2 separate regions of the Mus musculus genome follow, and region 2 is linked to region 1. Evidence: chromatin contacts called from public Hi-C data. All regions are on one chromosome and are shown on one strand. The core of a region is the stretch at or near the end of the contact, and the rest is flanking DNA. Distances in the headings are between cores, read along the strand shown. Region 1 overlaps Mef2a (myocyte enhancer factor 2A). Region 2 overlaps Lrrc28 (leucine rich repeat containing 28).

Evidence for each region. A called contact is a pair of places that touch in the nucleus more often than the background predicts.
Region 2: a Hi-C map of bone marrow-derived macrophages shows a contact between it and region 1, with 17 read pairs. The contact joins two enhancer-like sites. A contact is called at or near these places in 2 of 484 Hi-C or Micro-C datasets (bone marrow and bone marrow-derived macrophages), 3 of 115 datasets of contacts at active chromatin or transcription factors (fibro-adipogenic progenitors, kidney and microglia) and 2 of 9 other capture datasets (adipose tissue and liver).

The regions. Positions count from the first base shown.
Region 1 is chr7:67,303,719-67,306,418 of GRCm38.p6, reverse strand. The region is part of intron 3 of Mef2a (myocyte enhancer factor 2A); the gene reads left to right. Among named protein-coding and RNA genes, the nearest start is that of Mef2a, 68 kb to the left of the region's middle. Within about 2 kb of position 1,283, at least 11 of the 459 cell types and tissues checked have an H3K27ac peak or open chromatin away from gene starts, as enhancers often do. A contact at or near this core is called in bone marrow-derived macrophages, where this site is marked.
Region 2 is chr7:67,618,504-67,621,429 of GRCm38.p6, reverse strand. It overlaps Lrrc28 (leucine rich repeat containing 28), which reads left to right. Exons shown (of 10, transcript NM_175124.5): 4 at 2,319-2,356. Among named protein-coding and RNA genes, the nearest start is that of Lrrc28, 25 kb to the left of the region's middle. Within about 2 kb of position 1,344, at least 37 of the 459 cell types and tissues checked have an H3K27ac peak or open chromatin away from gene starts, as enhancers often do. A contact at or near this core is called in bone marrow-derived macrophages, where this site is marked.

The sequences.
Region 1 (2,700 bases), core at 34-2,533:
TTTAAAGCTTCTTTTCTCAGTGTTTTTAACTTTCTTTTTTAAAGACCAGTCGACTGTGTGTGTCTGTGGTTCTATTGCTCTCTTTGCTGTTGCATGACTTTTGGTATATCCTTTGACCAATGCCACATAGCCTTAATTATTGAAGGCTTATTTTAAGTTTTAAAGTCCTTTGTTCTTTTCCTTCAGTTTTCTTTTGGCTCTTCTGGAGTTTATAACTCTAACACTTTCTACACCCATGCTTCAGCAAATTTGGAATCTGAGTTTACTGTGCTGCTGACACTCTGTTACTAGACTAAATCTATTTAACATAGGATCAGCTAACAAACTGCATTCCTTAGTATTTAGCTAGAAGAGTTGAATAGTTAATTTTATTCAAATTTGTGCATACATGCTTATAGCAGCTTTATTTTTTTAATTGCCAAAATTTAGACAACACTAGTACATCTTTCAGTGCATGATCGGAGAAATAAATTGTTGTCGATCCAAATAGTTGACTATCATTGGGTTGTTGCCTGTCATTGGCAGTGAAAACATGTTCTATGATAATGTAAATGTGTAATACATGTTATATATGTATTCAAACCGGAGATATGTACAAGAAGTGGACTCTGATGTAAACCATGGAGATTGAGTGATACTGGTGTGCCACTGTGGGCTTAGAGCTACGATAAATGTACTATTCTGCCAGGGAATACTGATAACAGGAGGGCATGCATATACAGAGATGAGAGATTTGTGAGAAATTCTTATTCCTCTTATTCTAAAAAATACTCTCTAATGTTAAAAATAGACTTAAATGTTTCAGGTAAAATGAAGTTTGCATTTAGAAAGCTTGAAAGTATTATATTCATATTAATTTTCAGTTTATCAACTTTGGTGCCATATTTGAAACATTTTTAAAAATTGATTGCTGAGAACGCATCATCTAAGCTTACTCAAGTTGGACTATGTTGGAATAATAAAGAGGAGAAGATTGTTATATGCTAAGTTCTTTGATTCACCAACTCCTTCCTTTAGTATCAACCCTTTGTGATTTGTAACTTCAAAGAAATGGTTTTGAAAATGTATTTTTGGGAAGAGCAGAGAGGCTGAGATGGCTAAGTGAGTAAAGTTCTTGTTGCTCAGGCATGAGGACCAACATTCTGATCCTCAGCATCTGTAGAAAAGTCAGTTATGGAATAATAATGCCTGTAATTCCCAGTGATGAAAGAGCAGAAACAGGCTTAAGGTCTGAAGAGCTTGTGGCCAGCCACACGAGCCAGTTGGTGATTACAGTGACTTAAACGAAACTGGAGAGATGACTCATTGTTTACCAGTGCTTGTGCTCTTCCAGAAGACCCGAGTTCAGTTCTCAATACCATCACTGAGCAGCTAAAACTGCTTGCATTTCCAACTCCAGAGGATACAGTGTCCTCTCTGGCCTCTGTAGACATCCACATACACTCAAAGAAGGTAGTGGGGTGGCTGGAGAAAATGGTTTTGTGGTGAAGAGCATGCACTTCTTTTGTAGAGAGCCTGAGTTTGGTTCTTGGCACTCACTTTGGGCAGTTCACAGTAACCTGTAACTCCAGATCCAAGGGTTATGACACTCTCATCTAGCTTTTAGGTACTACATTTATGTGCACATACACCCACACAGACACACATGCATGCATATAATAAACATAAATCTTAAAAAAGAGATAGAAATGTACAGAAGAGGATACTTGGCATTGACCTCTGGCCCCAATACATGTATAAACCTGTCTTAGTCAGGGCTTCCATTCCTGCACAAACATCAAACCAAGAAGCAAGTTGGGGAGGAAAGGGTTTATTCAGCTTACACTTCCATGCTGCTGTTCATCACCAAAGGAAGTCAGGACTGGAACTCAAGCAGGTCAGGGAGCAGGAGCTGATGCAGAGGCCATAGAGGGGTGTTCTTTACTGGCTTGCCTCACCTGGCTTGCTCAGCCTGCTCTCTTATAGAACCAAGACTACCGGCTCCAGACAACCGGCCACCTTCCTGGTGAGAGCACAGGGGTCCGCCCGGCCCGAGAGGTTTCTGCCTCAGGCCCCGGCGGGAGCCTCCTTGGCTCCAGGACTCCACGGAGGGCAGGCTGCACGGGTGACGGTGTGGAATACAGAGGCCAGCCATTTCTGGGACAGGCGAGAGCCACAGAGCTTCTGAGGCGGCGCCATCTTCGGCTCCAGACAACCGGCCACCTTCCTGGCCAAAGCAACACAGCTTCTGGGAAAGATCCTGTTTTGGGCCTTCATCTTCAGCCAGGAGGAGGTCCAAACACCAGATAACTGTGCACCTTCCCTGAAAGAGGAGAGCTTGCCTGCAGAGACTGCTCTGACCACTGAAACTCAGAGGAGAGAGCTAGTCTCCCACGTCTGCTGATAGAGGGTAACAAAATCAACAGAGGAACAATCTCTAAACAAAGACAACTATAACAACTAACTCCAGAGATTGCCAGATGGCGAAAGGTAAACATAAGAATCCTACTAACAGAAACCAGGACCACTCACCATCATCAGAACCCAGAATGCCCACTTCGCCCAGTCCAGGGCACCCTAACACACCTGAAAAGGTAGACCTGGATTTAAAAGCATATCTCATGATGATGGTAGAGGACATAAAGAAGGAATTTAATAACTCACTTAAAGAAATACAGGAGAACACTGCTAAAGAGTTACAAGTCCTTAAAGAAAAACAGG
Region 2 (2,926 bases), core at 95-2,594, 310 kb before region 1:
CCACGTGGACTCTCAGTTTGTTGTCTCCTAAAATGATTTGTGGAATTGGGATTGCATTGTACTTAGTGCACAAATGAGTGATCTTTTGGAGACCCTGATAGTTCCAATGTGTAGTTAGGATCAGGAACACTCTAGTGGTATATAGCATCTTTATTTTAATATAGACACATTAGTGTATTAAAATGTGTTGTTAAGTTTCAGTCATAATAATGGGTACTCTTTTTTTTTTGTGATTTTTATGTGATGGCATCTGTTCATATTTACATACTGTAGTGAGTGTACCTGCACATTGATTTACAGTTTTTTGGCACAAATGACCTTGAACAAGAATGTTTCCAAAGGAGCTGGGCATGGTGGCATACGCCTTTAATCCCAGCACTCGGGAGGCAGAGGCAGGCGGATTTCTGAGCTCGAGGCCAGCCTGGTCTACAAAGTGAGTTCCAGGACAGCCAGGGCTATACAGAGAAACCCTGTCTCGAAAAACCAAAAAAAAAGAATGTTTCCAAAGTATTGAGTTCAAAATGTGTAATCAATTCATATACACAGAGTGAAGAATGAGTTTTAGAGTGCACACTTGGTTAAATTGTGTCACATAGTTATCAAGTGAAGGCTTACTTCCTGGCAAACACAGAAGCCAGTCCTATGACTGCAGCTTTTGCCAAAAGAAAAGGCTTTGTTGCTTGATTGACTGTCAAGAAGAGCAGACACTCTAGGCTCAGGTCTCTCCTCTGTCAGCCAGTGGTGATGGAACATGGAAGGAAGGAGAGGGAATGCTTGGTGGCCAAGTGGCATGGCAGGGGTGCTTGTTTCTCCTCAGCTTTCCTTGTCTTCTCCTGAGGATGTGATCTTGTCAGACAGCCTGGTCGCTTCTCTTCATAGTATCTTTTGAAAAGCTGGTTTCAAACCTTAGAGTCATTAGTGAAAAGCCCTTAGGTATTTCCTGGAAGAAAAAAATCTCACATCTGAGTGTGTCTGGTCTTAGCTGATTTCAGAACCCACAGGTTAACATTCTGTACAGCACTGGTTTAATTCGGCATAAAAAAAGCCTTCACAATTTTTCTGCTTTTATAATTCTGTTCTTACTGACATTTTAGCACTCACTAAAGATAGTCAAAACATGAAAGAAAATTTCTAAGTTATATTTTAAAATACTTTGGGGATTTATTTTTTTACCTACAATAAATTGGCTGGTTTGAAATCAAGTGTTCTAAAATCGAGTTGTCCTACCTCACAAGAAAATCAGTTTTATTACTGATTTTATTTTTACTGTACGATCTCTGGCAGTCATGGCATGTAGCTCTGAATATATATAGTTTCAGATGGTACCTGGAGTCCCCACCAGAGTGTGCCAAAGATGCTTCAGTGGGAAAGTGTTGATGACTTAGACAAGCCTGGACTTGTAGGTCTTTTTAAAGAAGACTTCTGCTGCTGAGAAGTCAGATTTCTGTGTCTTGGCATCTGAGTATTTCTGCGGAGACGTTAGTGAACATCTAATCTCTATTCTTGGGTTACAGTAAGCATGCCAACTAGAGACATCTTTAAGAGTTTTCTGTTTGTTTTGTTTTAAAGATTATTTTGTTTGGGTATTTTCCCTGCAAGTATGTACGTGCCATATGCACACCTAGGGCCTGTGTAGTGAAGAAAAGGGTGCTTGTTTTCTGGAATTGGAATTATAGACGGTTAGGAGGCACCAAGTGGGTGCTGGGACCCTGTAAGAACAAGTGCTCTCTCTTAATGGCTAGCTGAGCCAGTTAGAATTGTCTTCAGTCCACTTTTACTGTTTAGAAACTAAAACTGATCTTTCCTTTTACACAATAGGTATTGATTTTTCTTTACACAGTAAATATATTTCTGAAAACCTAAATAATTTAATGAACTAGATGTACTAGTAATTTTAAAAAAGATTTATTTATTTACTATATATAGTGTGTTCTGCCTACATGTATGCTTGCACACCAAAAGAGGGCCTTACATCTAACTGAAGGTGGTTATAAAATATCACATGGTGTTGCTGAGAATTGAACGGGAATCTGGAGTAACCTCTGAGCCGTCTCTCCAGCCTATGGAACTAGAAATTTTTTAATGAGGTTAAATACCTTATGATTTTTTTATATTAATGATTTTAAAATGACTAAATCAGAAGATATATTTAATATTTGTTATTTAGCATATTACTCTCAAAGCATTAGCTGTTGTTATGTCTGTGTGTTTTGGAAGTTTTGCTTATATTTGATAAGTTTTCAAACAGAGCTTGTATTAGCTGGTTATCTGACAAAATACTGAATAATGACAGCAACTTTCCCCTCCTTTTGTCACAGGTACCTTCACTCAAATAACATAGTTGTGGTTCCAGAAGGTAAGCATACTTATAATTCTTAGTTTGAAAACAGTGTCATTTATATTTTGCTTTATAAAAATTTGATGAGCCCCGGACCCTGTCTTTCTATCTCTAGCTCCTTAAACCTATTTTGGTTGGTAAGTTAGGGAATTTTAATTTAAAGGACTTTCAATTTATTTGCTTTAAAATGTAAGTCCAGCTAAGACAGATTAAATGGAGACATCTAATAAGACAATAAATGGCCAGGAAAATTACTAGACAAACTGCTGTTGGGAAATAGTAAACTAAGTACTTGGTGCAATTAACTAAGAATTTAGTTACATATAAAATAATAGATTCTTTAAAATTCTTATGGGGGGGTGTTGTGGGGAGGGAGTGTGTGGGAAGAGGGTAGCAGAGGACCACTTTGTAACTTGTTCCTCAGATGTCTTTTTTTTGAGGGAAATCTCCCCTGGTCTGGTACTCACCAAGCAGGGTCAACCTAGACCCTCTCTGCGCCCCCAGCTCTGGTTGCAGGCATGTGCTGCTGCGTCCCCAGCTCTGGTTACAGGCATGTGCTGCAGAGCTTTTTAAATGTAGGGTTTTAGG